Linked DNA regions of Zea mays: region 2 is linked to region 1. The links are chromatin contacts, called in public Hi-C maps. All regions are on one chromosome and are shown on one strand. The core of a region is the stretch at or near the end of the contact, and the rest is flanking DNA. Distances in the headings are between cores, read along the strand shown.

Evidence for each region. Hi-C and Micro-C count contacts between places; a contact is called where the count stands out from the background.
Region 2: a Hi-C map of ear shows a contact between it and region 1, with 3 times the contacts expected there. The contact joins the promoter of LOC100191697 here to the enhancer-like site in region 1. A contact is called at or near these places in 7 of 25 Hi-C or Micro-C datasets (ear, leaf and tassel).

What each region holds. Positions count from the first base shown.
Region 1 is chr7:131,250,797-131,254,841 of Zm-B73-REFERENCE-NAM-5.0, reverse strand. No RefSeq gene overlaps it. Among protein-coding and RNA genes, the nearest start is that of LOC100191697, 48 kb to the left of the region's middle. Within about 2 kb of position 1,786, at least 20 of the 20 cell types and tissues checked have an H3K27ac peak or open chromatin away from gene starts, as enhancers often do. A contact at or near this core is called in ear, leaf and tassel, where this site is marked.
Region 2 is chr7:131,299,378-131,303,422 of Zm-B73-REFERENCE-NAM-5.0, reverse strand. It overlaps LOC100191697, which reads left to right and starts at 2,391. Exons shown (of 8, transcript NM_001137126.1): 1 at 2,391-2,641; 2 at 2,769-3,090; 3 at 3,203-3,355; 4 at 3,510-3,854; 5 at 3,938-4,016. The coding sequence starts at 2,421.

The DNA.
Region 1 (4,045 bases), core at 537-3,036:
GCCCCAGCCAGATGCACGTGGGTGCAGGCCCATGTGGCCCCGTGCAGGACGTGCCCCCGGTGCGCGCGGGCGTGGCCCTGGCCAAGCGCGTGGCGTGCGGCTCTGGCGCGCGCGGCGCCCTGCACGTGATGCACAGTCACGGCTAGGTGCGGGCAGGCACTCGGCCGACCTCGACGGCGCAGGCACCGCCTGGCACGCGGGCGACTACGGCCAGGCGCCATGGACGGCGCGGCCACGGCAGCGCAGGTGCGCAGCAGCCCCGGCTGCACACGGCACCACGGCCCGCACAGCGTGCAGCCTCCGGCAGCCGGCCTTAGTGCGGGACAATGGCTCGACTGCGAGCGGCATGCAGCCCCGATGGCCACAGCTGATGGCACGGCAAGGCCCGGCGCCGTCTCGGTTAGCGCGGCACCCGCGCGGCACCCCGCAGCACTGCACGGCCTCAGCGCAACGAGGCTGGGTTGCCTCGCGTTGTGCAGCGAGCGCAGGAGTGGCAGATTTGTTCAATAATTAATTATGAACTTGGTAATTGTTGTTCGTACCTTGTAAAATCAGATTTCTCTGATTACATGAAGGAGCGCTGCTTGTGCGCTCTGCAATCGAACAAGGATTTCATCGTGATGATTCTGGCATAGCGTCTACCCATAATCCTTGTTCTTTCTCTCTATTTTCGTGAGCAAAAGTGCTGATAACGTGTTGAAATATACTCAGTGGTAAACCAGTAGAGAGACAGAAAGAATGACAGTTGTTTCTTTATTGCAGCAGGGGTTATGTTTATATACATATGAAGGGGTGAGTTCCCAAGGGATGTGTCCTTTGGGAATTATCTGTCGCGTCCCTTGGATTGATCACAAATACAATAATTTGTAACACAAACAATGGAGTGGTGGAACATGAAACTACAAAACCAGACGACAATGACTGGATGAGTAAAAATCCTAGTACGGACAAGTGACAGCTTGTTCGCTGCGGCTTGTTGCGGCTGCAATCCGGCTGCGGCTGCGGCTTCTACAGTATTTTTCTCTCTATGGATTGCAGCTGCAGCAATCCAAACAGCTGCAACAGTGTCGGCTTGTAGCCAGCCGAACACGCCCTTAGAAGAGCTGGTCACTGGAACGAAACCCAACCCCCGCAGCAGGAGTCCCCCCCACGCTGTCGAGTGAGTTGGCGCCCGTCCACCTCGCCGTCCCGCGACAAAGGGCGTCCATTGGAGTCCAGCTCAGGCTGACCCGGGCGCCGTACAGGCGCACAGTGCCCTGCCCTGCGCTGCGCCTCCCTCCACCGCACACGTCGGACGCGCGGCGCCGGAGCCGGCGGTTCGGCTTCCCCTTTCAGCCACATTCCTCCCGCCCCCCACGTCGCGCTCGCCGACATCAAGATCCGCGCGCACAAGGGTCCGCGTCCGCCCGGCCGGCCGTACGTGCGTGCGTGCAGTCCGGCGATTCGTCTTCGCGCTGCGGGTGGTCCGTGGTCGCGGGGCCGGCGCTGCGCTCGGCTCCAAGGCCAGCTAGCAAGGACGACGACGCGTCGGAAACAGGGACCAAACAATCTCCGGCGGCATTGACGGTTTGCCCGCCATCTGTCTTGCAGCACTGTAGCTAGTAGTTCAATTCAATGGGTACCATGAAAAAAATGCTGCCGGGCAGCGGCCGGGCATTCGGATCTGCCGTGGTCCGGGATCCCGAACTCATCCATTAGATTAGATGGCAGGTCCATGCACATGCCTATGCAGGTCACTGCAAAGATAGACAGCTCCTGCGCATCGACCCTACCAAAGCTGGCTTCGCCATCGCACTATCGGGCGGCTATGGGCTGTTCGGCTGGTCCTCTGTTTGCAGTTCAGCCCAAACTACAAGCTCAAGCATCAAGGGCCAGAGGCCCCTTCCCTGGGGTAAAAGCAAACGGGCCTCTCTCATGTATGTACTATGGGCTACAGGAAGGCCCAAGACGGGAGATGAATGCACGTGCGCTGCACGCGACAGGCGTATAGATGACAATAGGTAAATACCCACCGGGTATTACTACCTCATACTCATACCCACAATACAAAAATAACCCCACCGGATCACCCATATACAATGGCGGATATGGATTTACCCTCATACCCATAACCATGTGGGTATGAGTCACCCATCGGGTCACCCGTACCCACAAAAATTAAACAACTATCAAAATATTATACTATACAAATGTCAAGTATATCCATATAAATACCATTACAAATTTTTCTAGCATCATTTAACCATCCATTCAACACACCAAAGATAATTGGATAAAGTAGTAACACTATGATAATACTACATAGCACATTACATGTTCCATTACATGGTCATTAAATTGTTGTTAATAGTAAAAAAGTTGGATGACTAAAGTCCAAGTTCATGCTTCGGATAAGTTTATATTGGGTATTTTATACCCACGGGTTAACGGGTATGGGTGAAGGCGGAACGTTCTAATACTCGTTTACCCATTGGGTGAAGATTTTTGCCCAATAATAGACCTATGGGTAGAATATTTAGCCCACATACATACCCTAATGGAGTAAATACCCATCGGGTATCGGGTCGCGGGTACCCATTGCCATCTCTAGACAGGCGACACCGATCCCTCCGCCGCTCCAGCGCTTGTGCGCGCAGTTTGGTGGATCAATAAAAGAAGATTAAGGCCCACCGCTTATTTTTAGCTTAAAATATTTAAGCAGAAGTTGTGTCAAACATGCAGCTACATCAGCAGAAGCTATTTTTCACCGGTTCTCAGATAAATTGCTTTTTTTAATAAGCAGTAGCTATGCCAAATAGGGCCTAAAGATTTATTCGGTTGAAGTGAATTAAGGGAATTAAATTCCTCCTTATTCAAAGTTGAATACGAATAGATTTAATCTCCTTCGATTCCCACCAATCCCTCTCAAATAGAATAAGATCTGCCAATTAAATCCTCTTTTATTCAAGTTTGATTATGGAAGGATTTAATCTCTTTCAACCCTTTTCAATCTAGTAGCAATCGAACAAGCCATTGGATACAAATATTTCTTGTTCTATATTTGTTTCTATATTTTTTCAGATTTGAATTGGATACATATATTATTAAGTTGTGTTGGATAAAATTTAAATGGATATTGATATTTTAAATATCTAACTTTGAGAATTCGGATATAGAAAAACATCGAATACAGATCAGATACTAAGTATCCAAACTCGAATACGGATTGAATCTTAATCATCTTAGATAAATCGAATTCAAATATGGACAAATAATATATGTACCATTTACGTCATAACGTCGTGGAGCAGTACAATGGAATTGCGGATCGTCACGAACGTCGACATGGTTCCCACGGCAAGCCGGCGACATAAATTTGAATGTAGTTTTGATGTAGTATGTCGGTTTTTATGGTGGTGTTCTTAGTTTTGCTGGTGTTCTAATTTTTATCTTTAGTACTGTTTTTCCTCAGTTTTACCATTCGCTATAGAGCAAAAGGACAAAACTGAACGAAAAATACGATTAAGGATAAAAACGAGGAAAGTAGCAAAACTAAAGGTATGAATTTTAACGTAAGCCTTAAATTATGTATTTCGAGCTAATTTGATTTGTTTAGGATAAAAAAATCTCATCTCCAACAATTAGGCCTCAAAACCAGTTGTTCGCAACTTTCCAGGTTTCTTGTTCCGTCGTTCCCACCTTGCGCGGCAGCTACACCCGCAACAACGTCGTCCTTTGATCGTCCATGTTTTGCTGACAGCTAGAAACCATGGCGTTCACGTGATCCTGCATTCCTGCAGATTGAGCAGTTGACTGGCCGATCAAACATCGTGTAACGTGTATCACCATGTGCACGTGGTCAGTGGTGTACTAGTTGAAGACCAGAGGTGGTGCGGAGGGTGCGGCCACACCAGGTCCCAAAATACAGAGAGTCCCCTAGCCACTGGACGTTAGCAATTTTTCCTGTTAAATCTATCTATTCTAGACACAAATACGTAAAGTGTGATGCGCTATCGACCAGTCTTGTTTAAATTATTAAACTAATGTCTCAATTACTTATTGAATA
Region 2 (4,045 bases), core at 1,142-3,641, 48 kb before region 1:
AGTTCAACAACCAACATATAGATGGCCAACAGTGGCGTTTTGCTAGAATTTTTAGTGAGGTGTATCATAAGAATTTCATAAATACTTTAGTATAATTTATAATAATTTGGTATACAATTCAAAATATAAAGATAAGAATAGCATATGGCAATATAGGTTTAGCATTTAAGTCCATAAGCGTGCACATTACAATAAGCGCGTATATTAGAATGCAAATATAATATAAAATGTCTAAACATGCATTGTTTGAAGAAAAAATGTCTAAACATCAAACACAAAATACACTGGTATTAGGTTTTTTTCGAGGCATCGATTGACTGATGGTCTGGTGGGCGCTTAGGGTATGTCATGGCCTACCTGGACCACCCATTATTAGATATGCTCCTGATGGCCAAACGGACCGCACGCCACGACACTGGTATTAGCACTAATAGGCATTACACTATTATGCACTATTAATAACCGTGTCATATCGTGCCAGTAGTGCCTAGTCATCGGCCTAGACACGATACTATATGGCACTAACATCTAGTATTACCCGTACTAGTCCAGACACTATTTCACTCTAAGAGCTCAAAAGATTATAACATCTTTATAATTACAAAAATAATTTTAAAACATGAATAATCATAATAGTATAGAGTGGATTTATTATATTTAAAACCATAATAAACCATAATTCACAATCACATATCTTTAGATTACCACTTGGATTAAAAGTATCTAATCGTGTCGACCACTTAATCATGTCGTGCTCGTGCCAACACGATGTGTTGGGATGGCGGCCTAGATATGGCAAGGGCACTATATGAATCGTGCTTGTGTGTGCGGAAGTGCTACGAGTCGTGTCGTGCTCGTGCTTAGTAACGACTCATTTAGCATTGTCCACTTGCACACGTATAGTTCAACATAAATAACATTTGCACATGCAACGAGCGATAGCTTTGGAGCAACTCATCATTTCTTATGTTTTGCATCCTTGACTATGAACCTCATGCAAATAAAAGAGAAAAATGACCAATGTGGATTTCCATATAATGTACCGATGGGCAAGTAAATAAAGGTAGTGAGACATGAAATATATTTTTGGTGAGGTTGCAGTCATACTCTATATTCTCTTATTTTTATTGTCAAAATGAATAATATTTCTTTATATATATATATATATATATATATATATATATATATATATATATATATATATATATATATATGCGCGCATAAACATTCTAAAATATAGTGAGATCTAGTAGGGTTCAAGCTCCTCCCCTACCGTCGGCCAGTAGACTACCTATACCATTTTCTATTTCAAACTCTACTCTATAAATAGAGCAATTTACAGTATAAAACAATATTTTGCATGACCATTTACACGACCTTTCAGAGATGATCTAAGGAGATAAAAGATTTGCATGAGCACAAGAAGAGGGAATAGGAGAAGAACGAAGAATATGAGTATTTGGTGTACATAGGTCTGAAGCAAGATGAATGGAGAAGGGTGAATGGAAGCATGCCAGGTGCATATGAGTATTTGGTATACATGATGTATATATATATTAAATTATTGTCATCCAACTTAGAACTATATTGTTCCATTCCTCTCCTTTATTGCATAGAGAAGGATGCGGATGGTCGGGGTGTTATTTATAAAATAAACGGAGCAAAAAACGGTGGGTGATGGACGACCACGATTTAATATTGGCACCATACACACGAAAGGCTTATGTGCATATGAGATGTTCTTATGAAGAAGAGCCCAAGGGTTGCTTCTTATGTCCACCCAATATAATTTTTACATTCATTTTTATGGTCAATATAAAAGAACACCCACAATTTATAAAAAAATAGAAACATAAGGACTATGTGAGAGCACGTGGAAGGTCTAGGTGATTCCAAAATATCCTCTAATGTTTATAAATGTCGTATTTCTAGCTTTTTCCTAAGTCAACTATGCAATTTTCTATCGTGAATTCCTATAAACTCGTATTGTTTAACAACGTCCGAATTATATATTACGAAAATATTTTTTGAGTAACTCAAACGTAAATCTTATATAATGGTGAATTTTACAAATTCCGACAAAATTGATAGTCCGTATTGGACAAAACTAAATCAACAATCTATTAGAAAGAAATGGAGCGAGTATTAGAAAGCCGTCTGGAACTTATCCTCCCGCGTGCAAGTCGATCTTTGACTTTAAGCATGAGATTTGCCACTTGCCAGCAGCGCTCCTTGTATAAATACCACGCAAGGCGCTCGCTCGACCTCCACCATTCGAAAGATCCCTCCAGGAAAGATTTTTCTTCCCTCCTCCGACGCCCCAGCCCACCAACACACTCTATAAAGCAGCCCTCAGTCACACACAGAACGCACAAGCGCAAGCCGGGCAAGAAAACTCCGCAGGCCAGTCTGCGAGTTGGATGGCCTTCTTCTTGGCCCTCGTGTGCATCCTCATCTTGCTAGCCATCGCCTCCTACGTCCAGTACACTCGCTGGCAAAAGGGGAAAGGCCGCTTCGGCGGCCATGGGAGGTCTGCTCCCTTGAAGCTGCCTCCTGGCTCCATGGGCTGGCCTTACCTTGGCGAGACCCTCCAGCTTTACTCCCAGGACCCCAGCTTCTTCTTCGCTTCCAAACAGAAGAGGTTAGTCGCCGTAGGCAACTACTACTACTCATGCGGGCAGCGTGTTCGTCCTTCGTTCTGGATCCGCCCCCTTGTTCACAAGCTGCTAATGATTCGAACGGAACGACCATGCATGCCTTGTGTGCAGGTACGGCGAGATCTTCAAGACGCACCTTCTGGGTTGCCCGTGCGTGATGCTGGCGAGCCCGGAGGCGGCGCGGTTCGTGCTGGTGACGCAGGCGCACCTGTTCAAGCCGACCTACCCGCGGAGCAAGGAGCGCATGATCGGGCCGTCGGCTCTCTTCTTCCACCAGGGCGACTACCACCTCCGCCTCCGCAAGCTCGTCCAGGGCGCGCTCGGCCCCGACGCGCTGCGCGCGCTCGTTCCTGAGGTGGAGGCCGCCGTGCGGTCCACTCTCGCTTCCTGGGACGCCGGCCACGTCAGAAGCACGTTCCACGCCATGAAGACGGTAAGGAATAATAATAATAGTCAAGCATGCATGCGCGGCCAATTATATAATGTTGGAATGAATCGGGTGCTGAGAATTAATACGATTGTTTGCTTCTGTTGTTACGTTTCAGCTGTCGTTTGATGTGGGCATCGTGACGATCTTCGGCGGCCGGCTGGACGAGCGGCGCAAGGCGGAGCTGAGGAAGAATTACTCCGTCGTGGAGAAGGGGTACAACTCCTTCCCCAACAGCCTGCCGGGGACGCTCCATTACAAGGCGATGCAGGTGAGCACACACGCGACACGGCATTTACACAACCCATCCAACGCATTACACGTACGGTACGTCTCGGGCAACGGCAGTACGTACTGCCCTGCCCCTGGCACGCACGCATGCATGTGACGAAATCGCTGGACACCGTACCGTACGTACACCGTAGGCGCGGCGGCGGCTGCACGGCGTGCTGTGCGACATCATGCGGGAGCGTCGTGGCCAGGCCCAGGCGGCGGGCACCGGCCTGCTGGGCTGCCTGATGCGGTCCCGGGGCGACGACGGCGCGCCGCTCCTGAGCGACGAGCAGATCGCCGACAACGTCATCGGCGTGCTGTTCGCGGCGCAGGACACGACGGCCAGCGCGCTCACCTGGATCGTCAAGTACCTCCACGACCACCCCAAGCTGCTCGAGGCCGTCCGGGCGGAGCAGGCGGCGGTCCGCGAGGCCACCGGCGGCGGGAGGCAGCCGCTGGCGTGGGCGCACACGAAGAGCATGGCGCTAACGCATAGGGTACGAGCGTGCGTGCTGGGAAACGCAAAACTGGCTCTTTATTATTTTTTTCTTGTGGTTTCATCCGTACGTCGCCCGTCCAGGTGATTTTGGAGAGCTTAAGGATGGCGAGCATCATCTCGTTCACGTTCAGGGAGGCCGTGGCCGACGTGGAGTACAAAGGTACGCACGCACGTGCGCGCACCACGAAG